4 separate regions of the Mus musculus genome follow, and all the other regions are linked to region 1. The links are chromatin contacts, called in public promoter capture Hi-C and targeted proximity ligation maps. All regions are on one chromosome and are shown on one strand. The core of a region is the stretch at or near the end of the contact, and the rest is flanking DNA. Distances in the headings are between cores, read along the strand shown. Region 1 holds the start of Ptk2 (PTK2 protein tyrosine kinase 2). Region 2 overlaps Dennd3 (DENN/MADD domain containing 3). Region 3 overlaps Ptk2 (PTK2 protein tyrosine kinase 2). Region 4 holds the start of Dennd3 (DENN/MADD domain containing 3).

Region 1 (5,659 bases), core at 2,043-4,542:
GATACAACAGCACCCACTAAACTCCACTTAAACTGAACGCTGAATCATACAGAATTCTCCGAATTATATTTCCATACTAGAACCCAGTAAAGATAAAATCTTTAAGAATTATAGGTAGTAGGCTTTATAATCAGCAATGCCTTTAAGGGATTTTAAATACGATCTATCATAATTCCTAGAAATTAGTACCAGAAACTGAGATATATAAATTTCATTTCTTGTACATGAGGCTGCTTTTCTTCCTTAAGTCATAAACTTTTTGCCAAAATGATGTAGAGGAACAAAGCCAAAAAGGCTCAAATATCCACTATTAATACAGTTCAGAGACAGTGGTCAAACACACCTTCTCAGTGTAGTCTAGTGAGACCAGTGTGTCTCAGGGGACCGGGAGGAGGCTGACAGCTGTACTCTTAAGGTCCCTGGAATTTATCACTACCAACACACACAAAAAACACAGCCATTAACTGCCAGCCTTTTAAATTTCTTGAACTTAAGTAATTCTAAAAGTATCAGAAAAAGATTCCAATAACAATTTATTGCTGATTATTTTAGGAATCTTAGTAGAGGAAATGGTAACAAAAATATGTATTCTAAGTGGTAGACTCCAAGATTTAAAGCAAAGCCCACAGAAACCATAATTGTCTGATTATTTTGATCTTTGCAGTGCTAGGGCTCAAACGCAGAGCTTCATGAACACTTGCTACCACTGAGCCACACTCCCTATATGCTTCTCCAATTGTAGTGACTATCATCACCACCACTGCTGCTACCACCAGCAATGATGATCCGATGATGATGATGATGATGATGATGATGACGACGACGACGACAACTACAGGCTGGTAAGATAGCACCACAGGAAATAGCACTTGGCTGTAATAAGCCCAGCAACTTAAATTCAACCTCTGGTAGAAGGCAAGAAGCAACTCCACAAAGTTGCTCTGACCTCCACACTTGCACTGAGGTACACGCCAACTTGCACACATATCATACACACACACAAATAATGAAAAAAAATTAACTTTTAATGTGACTGAATTTAAAACAAGAAGTGACCCAGGTAAAAATTCATCTAAACCGAAAATGTCTAATGCAAACTAAAAAGATTTGCACACTATATGAACATGTTGAGCCACATCTTTTGTAATTCATTTTTAATTATTTTCTCAAAATTAAGACCTAAGGGGCGAGTCGACTCAAAATTTCTGTGAACAAAGTTCCTACTTCTCTTACTCAAATTAACATCCCAAGAAAGGGCAATGATGTCAAAACTAGTTTTATTGCATTATACAGTGTAATATAAAATCCTTTCTTCTACATGCTCAATCATCTTTAAAGCAACTCGGGTTAACACCTCTTTATATTCTGAGGGAAGGACTGTGCCACTGCTCAAACTCCGAGCCTTTCACACGTAACACACAAAGAGCTAACTGCCCAGCCTACAAATGTCTTTTAGATCTCCCAATTCCTATGGAGAAGAGTTATCTAACCAGCTCCAGAACAGGGTTTTGAGGACTGGGGGATTATGTAATTTCCAACAACAGGATTAGAGTTCCAAACTACTTCACATACCCCGCTTCCTCCGTGCTGCCTCCTCCCACCCTTCACAGCTACTGCTGGAACTCCACCCCCAACACTTCCTTGTTTAGTGGGCTGCCAGCCTCAAACACAGTAGGTCCCATCTACTCTAGGGAGCTTGCCAAAGCTGTCCTGGCCCCACACTATGGATTTTGAGCCAAAAGGACTTACCTGTCCAGGCATCATCTCTTCCTGAGCCACACAGTCCTAAAAGCTGTGACTTGTGGGTCCCTCCCAAACAGAAGCCACCTTTGCCTGTAGATCACGTATAAGTTAGCTTATATGGCAATGTCCCTAACAAGATCCTTTCCAGGAAAATGTACTCTTGTAGCCTTTTAATAAGCTCAAGTGTCTTAAAAGGAGGCCAGGGATCGGCCCACTTACAACAGCCACAAATATAAAACTAAATTCATAATAATACTGGGAACCATGTCCACGTTCCTTAAAGTTTCCTGTTAGGACTGGGGGCGTGGCTTTGTGGACCAGCACGAACCGCGTGGGAAGCCCTGGTGTTTCATACCCAGGAAAAAAAAAAAAAAGTTCACGTTTAAATACTACACGAAACTCAACAGTATCACTGAGTGGAAATATTATCTATAGTGTATCTCCACAAAAATTCGGAGAATGCTAATGTTAGATGAACTAGCTCTTTTTATGTCTGCATTCACAATACTTCTGTCCCAGGTCACTGTTCAGAGACCTGTCTTTGAAAGGAGACTTTTCATTCCTCAGTTTATAAATACACACACACACAGTGAGGCGCTGCTATTTCACTTCAAGTAGTAATAACCCATTACCACAACCATGATAAAGCTTCCATTCTAAGTAGAAATGCCAGCGCTGGTCAGATTTAAAACGAACCCGCAAACTCTTGCAGTGCCTTCAGCTCCAACCTATTTCAACCAGTTCCCATAATCATTACAGTATTGCTATTATCTTGGTCCCACTGCCAAACACCCAGCTGCAGTCTAACTATGCAAGAATGAGACACTGTTGAAATGGCTTTCAAAAAGCAACTTTCTCCTCGGCGCATTTCTCCGCAAAAAAAAAATTAAAATAAAATAAAATAAACCTTACAATTAAACGACACAAGTGCGCACACAGACACGATCGCTCCTCCGAGCGGTGCCACAAAAGCAGCCGGCGAGGACCGGCGGGGACAGGCAGCGCGCCGTGGCGGGGCTGGGTCGGGGCGGAGGGAACTTGGACAGCACAATGACTCCGGGGTTCGTGCGGTCGCACTGGAAGCCCCGCGCCGGCCACCCCGCGGCTGCTCAGCACTCCGCCTGCCACCTCTTTTGTTTTTCGGCTTTCGGGCCTCCCGGTCCCCGCCGCGCCCGCCCCGCCGTCCCGGACCCCGCGGCCTCTCGCGCCCCAGCCCCGCGGCCTCCTCAGCCCTCGGGGCCCGGCCTGACGAGGAGCGAGGCCGGGGCGCGGTGGGGGCCGTGTCCGCCGAAGCCCGCACCGCGGCCCGCGCCGCCCAACGCCCTGAGCCCGCGCCTCCGCGGCCGCGGCCCGAGCCCCGCACTCACCGGCCACCACTGGGCGCGCGAGGCTGAGGCAGATAGAAGGCAGCGGGGCGGCGCCGGCACCGGCAGCCGTGCTCTCTCCCACGCGCACGCCGGGCGCACGGCGGTCCGGCCGGCGGCGGTAGCGGTGACGGCGGGCTCGCGCCCTCGGGCCGTGCTGAGTCGGCGCGGGCCCGCGCGTGCGCCGTGGCTGGGGAGCGCGCGCCCACACCTCGCGGCGCGCAATGCCTCACCTCAGCGCAGAGCTCTACGCCTGCGCAGTGCGGACCGCGCCTGCGCAGAGCAGTCCGGCGCGCCCGGCTCCTAGTAAAGTGTATCCCAGCTGTGCGGGCGTGGCGTCGTCCGCGGATAGCGCTGTTCCGGGATGACGAGGTGGCCCCTGTGGCCGCCCCAGGGTCTGCGGACTAGGCCTGGGTCCCTCACGGTCACAGGAGATCCTTAGCCGCACACACGCCGGCCCTGATCTTCTCCAGGCTTCACCGCTTCAATAGAGGTTCATGGGCTTTCTGTAGATGGGGAAACTGAGGCACAGAGAGTATTTTAATGGATCTCTGAAGACGGTCCGAAAGATCGTTTAGGAGTGCCTGGGGCCACTCACATTCCAGCCCCTTCCCGCAGCCCCTGTAGATCTTAAGACTGGGGAAGCCTTTCGGGGACACTGGGTGGACAGGAGGGCCAGAACGGGAGAGCCACTGTGGATGGCTGCTGGCTTAAGAGCCAGTTCCAGCGCGGAACTTACCACGAAACGTGAGACTGGGGGGACACCTTTGCCTGAATCAAGCAGGTGGCCCTGTCCTTCCGAGCCGTGCCTAGTTTCCCTGAGTTTGTTTTTGTGCAGCAACCCTACGGAGAGTCTTAAGCAGGAAGTGGTGACTGATTTGTGATCTCTGAAAAAAAAAAAGGAAAAAAATCACTGGCATCCTTGCGGTAGGAAATGAAACCAGAAGCGGGGAACTTTCATTTTTAATGGTGTCATTTTGATCTTCGACCACAAGCCAACGAGCAAGCAGGACAGGCAGTGAAAGGTGAACACAGAACCACCAACCACTACATACCTGGGAGCTGTAATTTACTCAGGTATAATAAAACGCTTTGAGTTGTCGAGATTTTGCCATATTTTAGTGTTTCTTTTTTATTGTTTTTTTTAATGAAGTGTATTAAACTTGGATTTGAACTAGTAGTGGTGGTTATGTTTGGGGGTTTTTTTTTCTCTCCCAGATTTATTTATTTTATTGTACTTGTGTGTTTTCCTTGAATGTATATATGGGTATCACACACATGCCTGGTGCACGTGGAGGTCAGAAGAGGGTATTGGATCTCTTCTGAAATTAGAGATAGTCGTGAGCCAGCCACCATGTTGGTGTGGGAATAGAATCTAGGACCTTTCCAAAGACAAGTGCTCTTAACCACTGAGGGATCCCTCTAGCTCTAGTTTTATTTTGTTTCGTTCTTGTTTGTTTGTTTGTTTGTTTGAGATATAGTTTCATGTAGCCCAGGCTGTACTAAAACTTTCTGTGTAGCTGAGGATAGCCTTGAACTCCAGCTCTTTCTACTTCCATCTTCTGGTGCTGGGATTACAGATTATGTCACAATAGCCAACCTATAGTGTTTTTCTGCACTTAAAATTAGAAGGGATTATGTCTCTGTGTCACCTCTAGCACTTTTTCTTCGGCCCCATGTTAGTTGTCACTTCGGTAATGTCAGCTGACTACTTTGAAACCCGAGCCACCCATTGCCCTGCTGAGTGTGCTCCCATCTAGGCTCCTTGCCTGCTTACCCTGTTGTCTCCAAACCTATTGTTCAGAACAGTTCAACACTGCTCTTGTCCGTCTCTCGATTGTCTCTGCTCTGGACTTCTAGATTCATAGAACAGGGACTTTGTTTTGTTCCCCAGGCAGTCCCTGGCACACAGTAAATATTTGTTGAGTGGGTGAATGAAGCTTTGCATGGTGTAAAATGAGAGATTATTATTTAAAGTATCAGAAGGATAGGGGGGAGGGGCTTGGAGTGGTGACACAAAAGGGGGTTTGCATCAAAAATGGCTTTGTGAGGAGAGGTAGCACTCTGCAGTGGACTGAAAAGGGTCACCGAGTCTTTGACAGGCCTCCCAACAGGAGGCAGAATCTGAGTTTTCACCCCTTGAATCTGCACAAGTCTCATACTTTGCTTTGATCACAGTGATACATCATAGGTGACATGGTGCTGATCACAGGATACCCAAAGCTGTTTCTTCTTAACCCTGACAAAAGAGTGAAAGTTGGCCTCCTAAGCAAGCCACATGGGACCCTAGCAGCAAGCTGCCAGCCTCTAGGCTTGTGAGCGAGGCTATGCTGAGCCACCCAGCTCCAGCCAAATGGTCAGTCAATAGCAGCCTCATGGGGCCTTCAAAGACCAGTAATGTCCAGCTGAATACAGTCCGCACCTCCAAATTGTGTCTTGTGTCTTAGTTACTTTGTCAAAACACCATGACCGCAGCCAGGCATTGGTGGCACATGCCTTTAATCCCAGCACTTGGGAGGCAGAAGCAGCCAGGTCTACAGAGTGAATTCCAG
Region 2 (5,659 bases), core at 1,005-3,504, 120 kb after region 1:
CCTCCTCCTCCTTCTTTTGTAAGACAAGGTCTTACTATGTCGTTCTAGCTGTCCTGAATCTCTCTGTATAGACCAGGCTGGCCTTGAACTCAGAGATCCACCTGTATCTGCCTTCTGAGTGCTGGGATTAAAGGCATGAACCACCATGGCCTGGCTCTAGGGGTCACACCAGGATATGTGTGTGTGTGTGTGTGTGTGTGTGTGTGTGTGTGTGTGTATGTGTGTGTGTGTGTGTGTGTATTTTAAATGCTCACCTGCTGAGCTACAGCCCAGCCCTTATATGTTTTTTAGGCAGGGTCTCACTATGTAGTCAAGGCTGGCCTCAAACTCCCAATCTTGCTATCTCTGCCTCTGAGTGCTAAGGTATAGATATGCTCTCTGGTCCCCTTTGGTCCTCCTGTTGGGGGTCCTGGAACACTGGGCTGGGAAGCCAGGGCATTGTGTTTGAGCATGTGTGCTGGGCTTTCCTAAGCTCTCATGCTGGCCCTGTGGATATTCCCTTTCCTGGATGGTGCCTGCTAATTGTTGGTAAAGTATCTCTAGTCTGAAAATCCAAGCTTTAAAATACTTCAACATCTGTATCATTCTGAATGCTGACTCTGGGCCAGGAAAAAAATGTTTCATCCAATCTCATGTGACAGGTCACATTCAAAACACAGGTTTATGAGCCAGGCGGTGGGGGCACACACCTTTAACCCCAGCACTCAGGAGGCAGAGGTTAGTGGATCTCTGAGTTCAAGGCCAGCCTGGTCTACAGAGTGATTTCTAGGACAGCTAGGGCTACACAGAGAAACTCTTTGCCTAGAAAAATAAAAAACCAAACCAAACCAAAACCAAAACCGTGGTAAAGTGCCTTCATCTATGTCTTCATATAAATGACCTCGGTGTTTAGGCTCGGGTCCAGCACTGAGATGTATAGTATATGACGAGTGTATACATATTCATAGGTGTATATACTATATGCATATATGTTTAGGTACATGCAGGTATTCAGACTTTCACACCTGAAACACCTCTGCTCTCAAAGCTGGGTTCTTTGATCTGTGGTGGGGTTAGAACCCAGGGCCTCAGCACATGCTAAGCCCCATGAAAGACTCCGCAGTCAGGCTGGAGAGATGGGCCAGCAGTTAAGAGCACTGGCTCTCTCCTCTTCCAGAGGACTCAGGGCCAGTCCCCAGCATCCACATGGCAGCTCACAGCTGTCTGTAACTGTGTCAGGGGATCTGACTCCCTCACACGGGCATGCATGCAGGCAAAACACCAAAGAGATGGTAGGGAAAACATGGGGAGTTCACGGCTGCGGGAGCTACAGCTATAGCCATCTTCCTGCAGCGGCCTGGGGGGTTGGGTCAGGCTCCTGAGTGGATTCTTACATATTCCTCTTGATAAGCATGGCAGAGTCATTCCACGCTGACCTGGCTGTGCTGTTTGCTTTGGCAGAAGAACCTAGCATGGTTGGCATGCTTGCTTTTCAGAACCCAAGTACAGGGGTGTGGGGTTGGGTCCCTGCTGTGGCTGGCAGCACCCGCCCCCCCAATGTGCCTGTGGGTGAAGCATCTCACAGAGGTTCAGTCCAGGAACACTGTTTTATAAACCTGACAGATCCATATACTTCTAAGCCCGATCCAGGCCATTGTGGGGGCTCCTTAACTGTCCTAGAAGACAGAGCAACACCTATATACACACATGTTTGGCTGGAGGAACACAGGGCAGTAGGGTTTTTTTCTCCCAGATTCCCCTAGAGGTCCTGGGCCACAATGCTCTTCCTTTTCTTCTGATAAGAAGCTTTCTTCACTGTAGGTCAGGAATAAGGGCCCCTTTTTTGGTAGTGCCGGCTCTGTGTGTGTGTGTGTGTGTGTGTGTGTGTGTGTGTGTGTGTTGTGTGTGTGTGGAGGACAAGGTTCTACAGGGAACAGCTTCTTACTCCAAACTGTGCCCAAACAGAAGACCACCACACTGCAGGCAGCACCGCTGTGTTTCATGTAGGGGAGTCCCTGGTGTTCTGTCCCTCCTGTCCCCTGCTCTGTGCTCTGCCTGGCGAATGTCAGTTTGGTGCTATGTGCAGTTGCCGTAACCCTGTCACACGGGGAAGGAGCTGTGAGGCCTCACTGGTCAGGTCAGCAGGGCTGGGACACCTACCCAGGGCAGCCACACCAACCCGCACCTGCTCCTTTATGGTTCATGTGGTTTTGAATCATGCCAGGCCCTACAAGCTCACCGTGGGCACCCAAGAGCATCTCCTCTGCCTTACCCCTAGGGGCCATGTACCTTGCCTCTTACAGAGCAGGGTCAGACTCTCTCACAGGAGCACCCTCCTCCCATAGTCTGCCTTTTCACCATCATAGCCTCACCATAGGGAGTCTCCACTGGCCTTGATCGTGTTCTGCTCTGTGGCTGGCTTCTCTGTTTTCTGTTTCCCCCTATTCTGGCGTAAGATCCATGCAGTAGGGCCTCTGCCTGGTCCATACTCACAGTCTGTGCCTGACCCACAGTGGGTGCACAAAGAACATTTGTGGACCAGACTTGTGTTGCTCCCGCCTGTTTTAAATGACAGGCTTGTTTGCTAATGCCCAGGGCCTCCCTTGGGCAGATTTCATGTCCTTGAAATGCTGAGGACTGAGCCTATATCACCAAGCTTTTCTCAAAACATGGGCTTGAATGCTGATAGGAAGGCCAGGGCCTAGGCCTGTGTGGTGGCTTTGGCTTTGGGTAAGTTCCTCTGTGCCTGAGGACCTGCAGATGAGCCAATGGCCGCTCTATGCCAGACCACTGAATGGTGGCACTCAGGATCAGAGTAGCTTCTGGTCCTGCCTGGGCAAAGGATGTTGCTGGGTCGCTGATGGGTCACTGTTGGGAACCACGGGAACCATGGGAACTCCTGGCAGCCCTGACACAGAAATGTCTTGTGTCCTGGAAGGAGGCCTGATTGGGTCTGAAGCGAGGCCTTCATGTGGTAACATTTGGAATTGGGAATTAACTTTTGTAGCCCTGGGCCCTTAATGCCCTCCCTCACTGATGACGGGCATCAGAGCATCTTGAACTGTCTACCTGGTCTCTGCCCACGTCACACCAGGTACTCAGCTTAGCCTGCTTTTCCTCAGAGTCCAGAGTCTCCAGCTGCACCCGGATTTGCACCTTGCCCACCTGAGTGCCAGCACAGACTTGAACGAGGGCCGAGCCCGCCGCCGAGCCTGGCAGCAGACTCTCAACTGCAAGATTCAGCACATCACTCTACAGCTGCTCGTTGGCATCTTCAGGTATCACAGATCTGGGAGTGGCTACTGAGTTCATTTCCCAGCCTTTCCTCATGACAAGTGCAGCAGGGTCTGCTCTGACCCTGCCCAACACCCTCCCAGTCTTCAATATCTCTCTCTCCTATCACTGGACACTTAAATGGCTATTTCCAAGGTGGCTTCCTGGGAGATGGTGCCCATGTGCTCTGGCTGAAGGCTCAGGGTCAGTCCAGGGATGGTGTGTCCCAGAAGTGAAGAGATACCTGGGAGGGTGGGGGCCATAGCCACAGGACTCAGAAACCAGCCAGTGCGCCATCCAAGGGGCTCAGGACAGATGAGTGTGTGCTTTGCTGCCGGGAAGCTCTTTGACATTGCCCACTTCATGGTGTGTGCCTGTGCTGCCTGAGCCCCGGGGCGTCAGCTAAGTAGTCAAGTACAGTTTGTGTGTTGAATGTGACACTGTATAGGAGCTGAGTTGTTACTTCCAACAACTCAACACGCATCGATTAAGGAGTTGTATCACGGCTTGGGGCCTTTTCTTCCTTCCAACTCTTACTTCTGTAGCATCCTGCTCCTCTCTTGCTGCTTGCTCCGTGCATCCACAGAGAAGGAGGCTTTGATGCAGGTTCTGGTCTCTTCTGAAGGGTTGTCCACTCAGGGGAGGGGGTTGGCAGAGAGCCATGGCCCTCCCAGTAGTACTCTGATTATTTCCAAACTGAAACTTAAACAGCTTTGTTTTTTTGATGTCTTCACTTACAGAAAGCAAATTGATTAGTAAGAAAATGAAGTGGTGTGTCAGAGACAGATTGTATTGTTTTTTTGTTTGTTTGTTTTTGGGTGTTTTGTTTTTGTTTTGTTTTGTTTTGTTTTTTTGCTAAAAGTGTGGTCCTGGATATGTTTCTTTTTTATTCTTGGGAGGTACATTTTTTTGTAAAAAGATTTATTTATTTATTTATTTATTTATTTATTTATTTAATGTGTATGAGCACACTGTTGCTGTCTTCAGACATACCAAATGAACACATCAAATCCAATTACAGATGGTTTTGAGCCACCATATGGTTGCTGGGAATTAAACTCATGACCTCTGGAAGGTCTCTTATGCTCTTAACTGCTGAGCCATCTCTCCAGCCCCAGGGAGACCAATTTTTTTTTATAACTGAAGCAGTTGAGTGTCTTTATATATTTTTAAGCAAAACAAGAACAAAACAGTTTATAACCAAGTATCCTGGTGCAAGCCTGTGATCCCAGAATTTTAGGAGGGAGGCAGAGGTAGGAAGACCCATAGTGCAAGGCTATCCTCCAAGTTTGAGGCCAGCATGAGCAACATAAGACTGTTCACTCTGCCCAAAACAAAACAGCAGGAAGAAAAGAAGATTCCAGGCTGTAAGACTCTAGATGAGTGTGTCTTCTCTCACAATGGAAGGAAGACACCAGGCACATCCACCTGGCCATACCCTGCAGGCTGTCGAGTATTTATAGCATGCCTCTGTAGCTTGGGGAGATTGTAAACTGAGGTCCCATGGGCTTGTGGGACAGGTTATGGAGTGGAGAAGCTTGGCTAAATAGACTTGTGGCTGTGGCTGCATTGTGGGCAGCATTTCCATGCCCTCTAACTCCAAATTGACCTCTGAACTCAGTGGTTTTTGTAGCATGATAGCTGATTGTTGAGCCTTAATTGGCATAAAGAGCTGAGGTCCAAGGAGGCAGTGGCCCTGTCTCCCAGCTTCTTCCTGGTTAGAGAAGTGATGAGGACCACACAGTCCATCCTGATGCTGTCATCCTGGGATGCAGTGAGCTCCGAAGAGTGTGTTTCTCAGCACCATTCTCCTGCTGGACAGCATGACTTTGGGCATTGTGGTGGTTGAGTGCGTGGCCCACCTTCTCTTTGCTAGGGAAGTGAAGAATCACTTGAATTATGAACACCGCGTCTTCAACAGCGAGGAGTTTCTCAAGACAAGAGCGGCAGGGGACCAGCAGTTTTATAAGCAGGTAAGAGGGGCGGGGCTGGGAGGCTCCACCCACTTATTCCTCCTTGTTGAACCGTTTCTCAAAGGCCTTTCCAGATCTAATCATGTCTTATTGTATTGGTCTTTTCAGAAGTTTTTTTTTTTTGTCTGATTCCATTGCTACCTTATTTCTAAATTAGCTTTGTAGTATAGTACATTAATTAAGAGACACAGTATTAAGCATGTGGTTTGATGGACTGTGGCACATGTGCCTTCCTGGGTGACCATGTCCTCAGTCAGGGCATCAGGTACCCTTTCCCTGACTTCAGCCTAGGCAGCCTTTGCTCTGTGTGTGAGGAGAACGTGGCCCTGGGAGGGTTCCTTGCCATTGCCCTGCTAGTCTGAGAGCACCAGTCCTTTCTTTCTCTCAGAGACGGACCTTAGCTGTGTCTTGGCAGCTTCCTGACATTAGCCTAG
Region 3 (5,659 bases), core at 1,617-4,116, 100 kb before region 1:
TCAGGAGCCAAGCATGTACAGGGTGTATATACATCCATGCAGGCAAAACATTCATGTGCATAAAGTCTAAAACAGAAAATAGACTAAGACAGAAAAATCAAAACTAAAAAATTATTAGACACAGAGATCACTGAACAGAATTTAACAAAAACAAATATATATATATATATATGTATGTGTATATATGTACATACGTATATATGTACATACACACACACTCTGTTTGTATGATTGAACAAGGAGTCTCTAAACAGAAAGCAAACATTAAAGACACATGAATGTAAACCAGCATGGCCACCATGACAGCTGTCTATTTTACTGTGCTTCTTTTAATGTTCTGTAAAGTGCTGACATCCAGGACATGCAGGTCGAAAGGCTGACTATAAAGTCAGTGCGTAAGTACACATGCAAGTGTGTGAGTAGGTACTGTGCATGGACCCCAGGCCTAAGAAAGGGTTAGGCTCTACCTCTCTGAGGCAAAAAGGAACTTTTTAAGCCAGGCTGAATATAAAAGTTGATGAAGCAAATAGAACATCATGTTAAGTGGAGATTGTATGGAGGCACATGAGCCAGTTACTTTTCAATTCTCTTCACTTTTTTGTGTATTTCATGCATTTACATAGTGGGGGGGGGGGTGTCTTAAATCATCCATTAAGACACAGTCACCACATCAAAGGTAATTCTCAGACTGTGTTCTGACCAGACACCTCAAGGATAGCAATGAACCTTAAAAAAAAAAAACAAAACAAAAAAACCCCACAAAAACACCAGACCTCATGGCATACACCTGCAACCTCAATACTGAGGAGACTGAGTCACTCTGAGTCACACAGTGAGACTCCCCCCCCAAAAAAAAACCATAAATAAAAAGTAAGCAAAGATACACATTAAAAAGGTAGGAACAGAAATCTACTTATTGGTTTCATGTTTTTCTTTGAATTTTTTTTGGATGTGTGGTGTTTTGTATACATATATTTCTATGCATCATATATGTGTCTGGTATCCTCAGAAGACAGTAAGTGTCAGATCACTTGGTACTAGAGTAACAGGCGATAGTGAACTACTATGTGGGTACTGGGAATTGACCTCAGGTCCTTAGAAGGGCAGCAAGTACTCTTAACCACCAAGCCATTTCTCCAGGTCCAATTTCAAAGGTTTTAAAACAAACACTTGCTGGGCAATGGTAGTAAGCCTTTAATACCAGCACTTGGGAGACAGAGGCAGGAGGATCTCTTTGAATTCAAAGCTAGCCTGGGCTACAGGGTAAGTTCCCAGGACAAACAGGGAGGGTTACACAGAGAAATCTTGTCTCAAATATATTTTTTTTCTTTAAAGATTTATTTTTTTATTTATGTATGTATCTGTGTAGGTGTCTGCCTGAGTGTTATGCTACATGTGGGTGCTCATGGAAACCATTAGAGGTGCAAGGTACACTGGAGTTATAAGTGATTGTGGGGCCCTCCACCACTTGGTTTTAATTTTTATACACATTTAACATTTAAGTTAAGGAAGTGGTCATTTAGGAAGGGGTTGGGGGAAGGAAGAAGAGAAGAACAGGCTATAGAAGAAGAACAGGTATATACACTCAGGGTGGATGTAGACGTCTTCAGAGAGGATGATAAGGCTGGATAAAATGGTAGAATCTACACCTAACCTTATCTCATTTACAATGGATGCATGCTGCACCCATATTAAATCCTGACTGCAGTCTCCCCTCTTTCCTTTCTCCTAGTCTCTCCCTGCCATCTCCCTTCTCCCCTAGATCTATTCCTCCATTTCCCTTCAGAAAATAACAGGCCTCCCAGGGATATTAAACTAACATGGAGCATCTTGTAATCATATTAAGGCTGGACAAGGCAACCAAGTAGGAGGGAAAGGGTCCCAAAAAGCAGGCAAAAGAGTCAGAGACAACCCCTGCTCCCACTATTAGGTATCCCACAAGAACACAAAACTAAACTAAACAACCATAACATGTATGCAAAGGACCTAGCTCAGACCTAAAACAGGCTCCCTGGTTGTTGGTTCAGTCTGTTAAGCTCCTATGAGACCTGGCTAGTTGATTCTGTGGGGCATTTTCTGTGGTGTCCTTGAACCCACTAGTTCCTCCAAAGGATTAAGTTCTGTATTAAGACTAAGAAAATATGGGCTGGCGAGATGGCTCAGCAGGTAAGAGCACTGACTGCTCTTCAAAAAGGGTCTGAGCTCAAATCCCAGCAACCACATGGTGGCTCACAACCACCCGTAATGAGATCTGACGCCCTCTTCTGGTGTGTCTGAAGACAGCTACGGTGTACTTATGTATAATAATAAATAAATCTTTGGACTGGAGCAAGCAGGGACTGAGTGAGGGGGGTTGACAGGAGCGAGCAGAGGTCCTAAAAATTTAATTCCCAACTACCTCATGAAGGCTCACAACCATCTGTTCAGCTACAGTGTACCCGTATACATAAAATAAATAAATAAATATTTTTAAAAAAAAAAGACTGAAAAAATATGGGATATGAATCCTGCCCCACTTAACAATGTAACTAAAATTTTCTCTAACTAGAGAACATTTTATTACCTTTGAAAACAACCTAAAACCCATTCAAAAGCACTCCAAATTAACCCAACTGGTAACGCCTATACTCTGTTAGTCATTTTGGCCAATGTTCTTTGGAAGAGCTCTACAGTTTGGTTTCATGCTGACTGATCATCTCTCCTCTTCACAGTATTGATTACAGTCAATTCACAGTTCTGGGATCATGAAACTCAATCCTCTGGTAATACCAACAGGCAGCTACCAGCATGACCACTTCTGTATACCACAAAAGGCTTCTCATCAAGTAGCAAGAGAAAAGCTAGGCCTGGAGCCAGGGGCTCTGCACATGCAACCACTCAGCTATCACCAATCCTTTGAAGTGGTAAGTGACATCATACAAATGACACAACTGCAGAGTCACTGTGGCAAAAGTGCAAAAACTTGGGTATTTTAAGTGAAGCACATACAAAAGAGCCAAGCAAAGTTATAGTCACAGAATATAAGATCGTTTCTTGCAGTAGCCACCATGTTTACCTGTGCGATCACTACATATATATGCATATACAAACTGAGCACTACAGACTGTATCACTCAGGGGCTCAGCCATGTCTCCTAAGCAGGATCTGATTCACATGTATGCTCTGACTCTTCCTCTCTTGTCCAGTAGTAAAAACCACAGCTCTGACCTTTGTAAAGGAATCTCACAGTCCATTTTTCTGATTTTTCACAAAAAAGAACCCACACATGAATTTTAAAGGTGCTGGGTAAGACCCCAATCCTTTCTCTTCTGCTAATTTGTTCTCTGCTGCCTGATTTTTGTAATTTCTAGAAACCAGCTTTACATCAACAGTACTGCAAAACTTGCCTCGTTTCTAACTTAGGAACTGGAACCTAAAACTTTCTCCAAATACTTCATCTAGATGAATGCCTGCAATCCCAGTACTGGGACTGAAGGCAATAGGAGCTAATGTTCAAAGCCAGCAGGCTAAATGAAAACCTGTCTCATACAACCACCACCAAAAACAAACAAAAGACGAAAAAACCTTTAATAATTTCTCAGGTTCTAGCAATCTGAATTTTAAGTAATAAGGAGTTTCTAAGGCTGAAGAATATATCTATTTTAAATTAAAAACAAGACAAACAACAACAAAAACAAACAGCAACTGCTAAACCGAAACTAAGGAAGGACAGTAAAAATTCTACTGAAAATTACTTCTTTTGTACCCGTCTCATCGATCAGTGGATACAATGCATGTGACATATTTTCATAGACATATTTATTATCTGCTAGGCATACACTGTCGTCTTAAACTCAGAGAGTAGAAGCTGCATTCGCTTTGGGCACTGTTAAACATGACGGACAGACTGGACCAGCAAAGGCTTACAAACAGCCAAGATGAATCTAAAGTACCTATTACTAACAGTAACTGTTTTCCAAAATACTTTTACTTTTCTTTTTCTATGACCATATCTGCTGTACAAGCTCCTATTTTCAGCATGGGGGAATGTGATACTATCATACTATAAAAGTATTTGTACTGGCCTAGAAAGTCTAAATAAAATCTAAAGCCATTTATAGTCTTCATTACAACAGATGAGCTCTGAGCAAACTTTGATGTTATGTTAGCACATCTCTCAAAATACTACAAAAACTTCAATAACAATACAGATGGAAACTATAGTGGTAAATAACAGTAAAATGGAGCTTCGCTCAGATATGATAAATATTAACTATCTGGCTCAATTAATTATCAACAAGATGAAACACAGAACGTTTATCAAGATACTTTTATTGAGGTCCAATTTCCCTTACACACATTTAAAACAATGAAACACAACAGATAAATATGCAAACTAGTATCATTACTAGAAATTGTCTCCTGTTCTACATTCTCTAATACATGAGTAGCAAATAACTCTCATTTCTCCATTTGTTAAAAGAATCCTTCATTTATCTGCAGAGAAAATGAATAATTAACCAATATATGGGCAACTCGGAATTTCAATGTAAAACAGAAGCAAAGTATCATGTCAGTGAAATTTAACGTATACTTTTTAAAAACCAAACCCATTTGTCTAGTATAAATGTATTTATGTTGTTAGATCATACACATAATTAACTGTAAGACATTTAACATTACATTTAAATGTTTGTGAATAAGATTAAGGCCATCAGCACTTTTTTTTTAGAAGCTTTTTCTCCTCCAAATAAAAACTGAGAAGACCATTACGTCAGGCAACCTCTAAGTAGAGATGAGCTAGGAGGAAGTTAACTCAAGAGTCTGCATGGGCAGCTCGCACGTGCAGTACTTACTCTAATACTTCATAGTTGGACTTCTTCTCTAGGGCATTACCCCTCATCTCCCAATAGGATCGCCTAAAAACAGGAAACACATACACTGACGTGTGTATAAAAGTAATCTTTAGGCTGTTACAGGAGAGACAACTAGGAAAGGCAGATCTAATAGTAAATAATGTGGAATATCTCACAGTTTAATCATGATTTTACTGATAATTTCATAAGGAAGACAATACATAAAAATTAAACAGACACAAAAACTATGTAGCATTACTACCTACCTAATTTCCAAACAACCCAACTTCAAAGCTATTTCTTGGTCTACTTGATCAGCTATTTCTTGCATGTAGTCACTCTTCACCTGAAATAAAGGAATAGAAGACAGGAATGTTTGTAATATGATCAATCCCTAAATATTTGCTGAATGCTTTTTACATATTTGTTCACATTTTATCAATAATTATACTGAAATTTGGATACAAAATAAGTAACACCAGAAAACAACGTAAAATATAAGTCTTTTGTACACATGCATGTTCTCCACAGAAGTGTGCGGGTCAGAGAAACGTTTTGTGGCGCTGGTTCTCTCCTTCCACGTTACCTGGGATCCAGCAATGAAATTCAGGTTGCCAGGCTTCGGTAGCAAGCATCATTACTGCACCTTTTACCAACGTGGGCTTGTACAATCTAAGACTGATCAACTTGTGTGTGGCTTTGAAGCCACAACAATGCTCTGCTGCTTCATGGTCTCCCCACTCAGCCCAAAGCAGAAATGAGCAGCATTTCTACTAAACTGCAGAACAATTTTTCTCTGAGTAATAAATCCAGTTCCCAAAGCA
Region 4 (5,659 bases), core at 1,151-3,650, 89 kb after region 1:
TCTCAGTCTGAGTGTCTTTTGTACTCTCTTGCTAGTATCTTTTGACACATAAGTTTTTGTTTGAATAATTGGCTAACTTCTTTCTCTTTTTTGAGGTAAGCTCTTACTAGGCAGCATTGGCTAGCCTGGAACTCAGTATTTAGACCAAAATGACCTCAAACTCAAAGATCTGCCTGCCTTTGCCTCCCAAATACTGGGTTAAAGTGTGTGCTATCATGTCTGGTTGTGATTGGAGGGTTGTTGTTTTGTTTTGTTTCTGAGACAGGGTTTCTCTGTGTAGCTTTGAGTATTCTGGAACTTGATCTGTGAACCAGGCTGGCCTCAAAGTCAGAGATTCACCTGCCTCTGCCTCTGCCTCCCAAATGCTGGATTAAGGGTGTGTCTTAGTCAGAGTTTCTATTCCTGCACAAACATCATGACCAAGAAGCAAGTTGGGGAGGAAAGGGTTTATTCGGCTTACACTTCCATACTGCTGCTTATCACCAAGGAAGTCAGGACTGGAACTCAAGCAGGTCAGGAAGCAGGAGCTGATGCAGAAGCCATGGAGGGATGTTCTTTACTGGCTTGCTTCCCCTGGCTTGCTCAGCCTGCTTTCTTATAGAACCCAACACTACCAGCCCAGAGATGGTCCCACCCACAAGGGGCCTTTCCCCCTTGATCACTAATTGAGAAAACGCCTTACAGCTGGATCTCATGGAGGCATTTCCTCAACTGAAGCTCCTTTCTCTGTGATAACTCCAGCCTGTGTCAAGTTGACACAAAACCAGCCAGTACAGGGTGTGTGCACCGTTGCCACCTAGCTGTGATTGGAGTTTCTTAATGCCACTTCTAGGCCATTTCCAGATCTGTTTGTGCACAGTATAGTTCCATAATCTGCATGTTCTGAGGTACCTGGGAACAGAAGAGGACTCTTGTGGCTCTGGTACATGCTAAGCAAGTACATGCTTGACCACAAACCCTAGGCCCATGGTAGGTTTCTTGTGGGTACTTACTTGGAAAGTACCTGCAGCATGGGTCATGGGGACTTTTATTTATCTATTTCTGCTGTGTAGCCTGTACTGGCCTGAAATTCCTTTATGATCCTCTGCCCACTTTCAAATTGTTACAATTACAGAAGCAAACCACTAGTCCTATGGGGATTTAATTTAAAAAGCACAGAACCAGGAAGCCTGGGAGATTATGTGGCTGGACTTTCTGGCACAGGGAGGCTTACAGAAGATGAACTCTGGAGCCTGGCTGTGGACTTTCCACCTCAGTCAGGAACAGAGCAGATATAAGATCTGCTCTACCCTGAGCCTTACAGGGTCCCTGCCAACTGAATGTCCTGGCCTCCATTCCACAGGACATTCCACAAACAGGAAGTAGAGGCCAATAGATGCTAGGTCTGCCCATATACACACATAGTTGACACAGTAGATTTTGATTAAGATTCTGATTGCTTACAGAGTGGCCCACGGTCTGTGATGGATCCCTATGAGGCTTGCTCCGCTCAGGTCTGTGCCTAGCTGAGGCCATCTCAGATGAGCTAATGCAAGAGTCAGATAAGCAGGTATAAAACTTTAATATCAGTGACATTAACACGTCCTTTGGGTTCCTGGACAAGGGATGAGGGCTGCAGAGGTCAGGCAGCCTACAGGCTGGCTAGGCTGCTTCTGAGTCCTGCTCCCCACCCCTACCCCAGCCAGCCTACCCAGGTTTTGCTCCCAAGACTTGTTTAGTCACTCTAGGCTGATGTTTTGACAAATATTTGACGCTACTAGTGATCATTCCTTCAGTGTTTTTGTTTTTTAATATATAATATATAATTCCTGGAAAAGTTCATTGGTCTTCCACCTTGCCCATTTCATGCTAAATTTAACCGAGGTTCTTGCAGAGGCCTGCAGTCAACCGTGAAGCTACTCATCAGGAGTGGATCTTCACACTCCCTTCCCGACGGTTCTTCCAGGTACCCACAGGGTCTACTTCCCGTCCTGGCACAAGAGAGCTTCCTGGAGGTGGCAGGAGACCAGGCCTTTGTCCCTTACTTGTTGGGGGGGGGGGGAGGGCGGGCGTGGACCTCTGGAGAAGAGCCTCCGGGGCTGGATGACGTGGCTGGTCACCTGGGGATGCCGCCCATTCCTTCCGTATTCCGGGGGACAGGAGGAGGGGCCAAACCCGCAGAGGGGCTTAGGAAATGACTGAGCTTGTGTGGCGGCAGAGTCCGCCCGCACCCCCTTCTTCCCACCCCGAAGAGGCCACACCCACGCAGGTCCGGCCAGACACGCCTCCATAGAAGTCCTGCCCCTGCCAAATCACAGACCAGGCTCGTTCACGCTATCCAGGCCCCGCCTCCTAGGTCCCGTCCACACCGGACCCCCCCCCCCCCCACACACACACACAGGCCACGCCCCTCCTATTTGCTCGTAGGCCCCGCCCATTCCGCGGACGCGGCTGGCTGGCAACCAGCCCAAGAGAGGCGGGGAGGCTTGGGCAGGGGTGCTCCGCTGGGGTCTGGGTTGTGGGCGCCGGCGCCCTCTGAGTCGCGTCACCCCGGCCCGACAATCGAGGGCTCGGAGCGCAGTGTGCTAGGCGGGTGGCGGGAAGGTCATGGCGGAGCCCGCGGCGCGACACCTGTCGCTGCCCTCGGGGCTGCTGGAGTTGTGCGCGCTGCTGGGCGCCTCTCAAGACAGCCTCCGCGGCCTGGAGCAGGTAAGGGGTTAGAGGGGAAACTGAGTTGGGGTGGGGGAGACAGAGAGGTGCCAGCCAGGTTTGAGTGTGGCTGGCTTCAGAGGCTACGCACCGCTGCGGCGCCAAAGCCTCAGGGTCAGGTCCCAGCTGTGAGGGATGAGCACAGCTCATAGGGCAACTGGCGGCTGGCCTTTCCTCCCTCCGGGACCGGCCGGCTTGGACTTGGTGCTTGTGGTGGTACAGACCGGCTTCTGTGCACTGAAGCGTTCCTCCACACTCAGGATGTGGGGCGAGGTGCTGGCCCAGCGGGGATCTGCTGAGTTCACGGGCAACTAGACAAGATCCTCTCCCAGTAGCGACTAAATGGTTCCCTTCACTGCCTAAGTGATGGGTTCTGTACTCCGTGCCGAATAGTGAGGTTTCAGGTGTTAGAGTCAACCACCAGCTTTGAATATTCCACTTTTAGTCGAGCTTGCTGCATAGCCATTTTCTTCACTTGCTGTGCAGTCCCTCCCTTCTCTCCGTCTGTGCCTAGGAACCAAAGATAGATTCAGCTCCCTGTCTCTGGAAAGACAGCAGCGGCGTCTGAACATCTCATACTCCTGATTTCTGCGCTGTGTTTTCTTTCGTTTTTTTATTCTGGAACCCAGGTTGTTTTCTCCCAATCCATTGGTGCTTCAATTTTTCTTTTGAACCCGGCATAATTGGGAACTGCCATTTTCTCAGCGATTTCCCTAGTATCCCGTTAAGTGTCTGGAGAGATCATCTGAGTGTTGCATATCGATGTGATGAGTAGTGGAGACAAAACAAGAAAAGTTAACCGTCAGTAAAAGTAGCCGAATGAGTGTTAAAGCCTAGATAGTTTGGGCTGGTGAGGTGGCTCCCCGGGTAAGAGCACTGACTGCTCTTTCTAAGGTCCTGAGTTCAAATCCCAGCAACCACATGGTGGCTAACAATCATCCATAATGAGATATGTTGCTCTCTTCCGTGTGTCTAAAGACAGCTACAGTGAACTTACATATGATAATAAATAAATCTAAAAAAATTAAAATAAAAAGCCTAGATAGTTTCTTCCCTAAGTGAATGTGACCAGTAAATGGCCCTTGTCCCTATGAAAATGATTTGTCACTTCTCTGATGTCCCTTATAAATGCCAGTGTGTCCTCCATTGTCTTTGTGCCTCTAACTTACCAAACAGCACTGCCTTTTTTTTTTTTTTTTCTTCTTAGAATCGGAAATGGCCTGGTTTCACTGTGGTCTCTCTGGGCATCTGTCCGTGTCTTTGTGCCCTGGGTCTTGCAGTATGGTTCTTGCCTGTTGGGTGTGAGGCATGATTTTTGAGAACCGGCTTAGTCAACTGGGGGATTCAGAGTGGTACTTTCCCGAATTAGGCAGTCGGTGGCACCTCCCAGGTGAGAGGGGGGAGTTTCAGGCTAGTTTGCCTCATTGTGTGCTCTGCTAGGAATTTCAAAGAGAGGGGAGAAAAAAAAAACAGTCCAGGATTAGGGGGGAAAGGAGAGTTAGAGATGGACTAAAACTTTAGAATAATTTCATTTTATGTCAACATCACTGTTAGAGTTAGTCAGATTTTATTCACTTTATTTTTTGTAGTAATTCTCTTTTGAATGTCCAAGGTTTTAAAATTTGTTGTTGTTGTTGTTGTTGTTGTTTTGTTTTTTTGGAGACAGGGTTTTTCTGTATAGCCCTGGCTGTCCTGGAACTCACTTTGTAGACCAGGCTGGCCTCGAACTCAGAAATCCACCTGCTTCTGCCTCCCAGTTGCTGGGAATAAAGGCGTGCGCCAATAAAGGTGGCAATAATTTTTAATTTTACTTTAAAAAAGGCATTTTACTGAGTGTGGTGGCTTGCTCCTGTAGTTCCAATCCTCGAGAGCCTGAGGCAGGAGGACCACTGTGAGTTTGAATGCAGCCGAGGTTATAGAGTGAGTTCTAGATAGGTCAACCTGGGCTACAGAGTGAGATCCTGTCTTCAGAAACAAAGCAAAACAAACAAGCAAGCAAACAAAACTTTATGGTGGCACAAATCTATAATACCTGTACTTGCAAAGTAGAATCGGGAAGGTAAGAAAGGAGCCCAGAGAGCCGGGTGTGGTGGCACACGCCTTTAATCCCAGCACTTGGGAGGCAGAGGCAGGCGGATTTCTGAGTTCGAGGCCAGCCTGGTCTACAGAGTGAGTTCCAGGACAGCCAGGGCTATACAGAGAAACCCTGTCTCAAAAAACCAAAAAAAAAAAAAAAAAAAAAAAAAGAAAGAAAGGAGCCCAGGACGGCCTTGGTGGCAAAGTGATTTCAGAAGCCAGCCTGGGCTACACGAGACCCTGTCTCAAAAAATAGTTACCATTTCTCTGTGGTCTGAATATTCCTATTTGGTGACACATAAAAACAGAAGGCTGGAAGTATGAGAAGAAATAGTCCAGCTTAAGGTCAAGAGATGTAGAGCCCTGTTTATTTCTTAGAAGGTGCCTTATCTCTGTGGTATTTCATAGGTGGGGGTGGGGGTGGGGTGGGGAGGACCAGTCATTTGTTGGAAATCCTGACAGGTACTTCAGAGTTGACCAAGTCCCCCTGTGATTCAGTGCGGTTAGTTTTGGTTTCCCCTTGGCTGAGGCTGGATCCCTGTTTTGGTTGCTGGATGCTGTGAACTCATCCAAGAGTGGGTGGCGGTGCTCACACTGCCTTCGGAACCATACCAGTGAACTGGCCTTCTGTTCTGTGGGCAACAATACCAACAAAACTTCCTGGACCGTGACAGTGTTCTCCATTAGTACCGTCCAATACTGTACTCACTAGCCAAACATGGCCACCGAACCCTGGAAGAATGGCTCGTGTGTTGGGGAACATTGGATTTTACAATTAATTAATTAATTAATTAATCTTTAAAAATGAATTCTCTTTAAAGATTTATTCATGTTATGTATATGAGTACACTGTGGCTGTCTTCAGACACACCAGAAGAGGGCATCAGCTCTCATT

What was found. Promoter capture Hi-C pulls out the DNA fragments that hold promoters and counts their contacts.
Region 2: a promoter capture Hi-C map of the C10 cell line shows a contact between it and region 1. A contact is called at or near these places in 16 of 39 promoter capture datasets (the 3T3-L1 cell line, 3T3-L1-derived adipocytes, the C10 cell line and 10 more), 11 of 484 Hi-C or Micro-C datasets (the AML12 cell line, DN3 thymocytes, cerebral cortex and 7 more), 15 of 130 datasets of targeted methods (the SCID.adh cell line, astrocytes, bone marrow-derived macrophages and 11 more) and 3 of 9 other capture datasets (adipose tissue, liver and pancreatic islet).
Region 3: a contact with region 1 is called in a targeted proximity ligation map of the NIH/3T3 cell line, with 13 read pairs. A contact is called at or near these places in 16 of 39 promoter capture datasets (the 3T3-L1 cell line, 3T3-L1-derived adipocytes, the C10 cell line and 10 more), 12 of 484 Hi-C or Micro-C datasets (the N1E-115 cell line, Th1 cells, adipose-derived mesenchymal stem cells and 8 more), 28 of 130 datasets of targeted methods (the 230-238 cell line, CD8 T cells, the NIH/3T3 cell line and 18 more) and 4 of 9 other capture datasets (adipose tissue, embryonic stem cells, liver and 1 more).
Region 4: a contact with region 1 is called in a targeted proximity ligation map of intestinal villus epithelium, with 15 read pairs. A contact is called at or near these places in 5 of 39 promoter capture datasets (the C10 cell line, cranial neural crest, frontonasal cranial neural crest and 2 more), 13 of 484 Hi-C or Micro-C datasets (CD4 T cells, CD8 T cells, the MNK3 cell line and 8 more), 12 of 130 datasets of targeted methods (the SCID.adh cell line, embryonic forebrain, embryonic stem cells and 8 more) and 4 of 9 other capture datasets (adipose tissue, embryonic tail, liver and 1 more).

The regions. Positions count from the first base shown.
Region 1 is chr15:73,419,899-73,425,557 of GRCm38.p6, forward strand. Ptk2 (PTK2 protein tyrosine kinase 2) reads right to left here and starts at 3,293. Exons shown (of 35, transcript NM_001358046.1): 1 at 3,111-3,293.
Region 2 is chr15:73,537,592-73,543,250 of GRCm38.p6, forward strand. Dennd3 (DENN/MADD domain containing 3) reads left to right here. Exons shown (of 23, transcript NM_001081066.1): 9 at 3,102-3,257; 10 at 5,129-5,225. Among named protein-coding and RNA genes, the nearest start is that of Dennd3, 28 kb to the left of the region's middle.
Region 3 is chr15:73,315,940-73,321,598 of GRCm38.p6, forward strand. Ptk2 (PTK2 protein tyrosine kinase 2) reads right to left here. Exons shown (of 35, transcript NM_001358046.1): 6 at 5,102-5,181; 7 at 4,836-4,898. Gm41344 (a long non-coding RNA gene) reads left to right here. Exons shown (of 2, transcript XR_875404.2): 1 at 1-2,903. Among named protein-coding and RNA genes, the nearest start is that of Gm41344, 7.7 kb to the left of the region's middle.
Region 4 is chr15:73,510,160-73,515,818 of GRCm38.p6, forward strand. Dennd3 (DENN/MADD domain containing 3) reads left to right here and starts at 2,401. Exons shown (of 23, transcript NM_001081066.1): 1 at 2,401-2,688. The coding sequence starts at 2,587.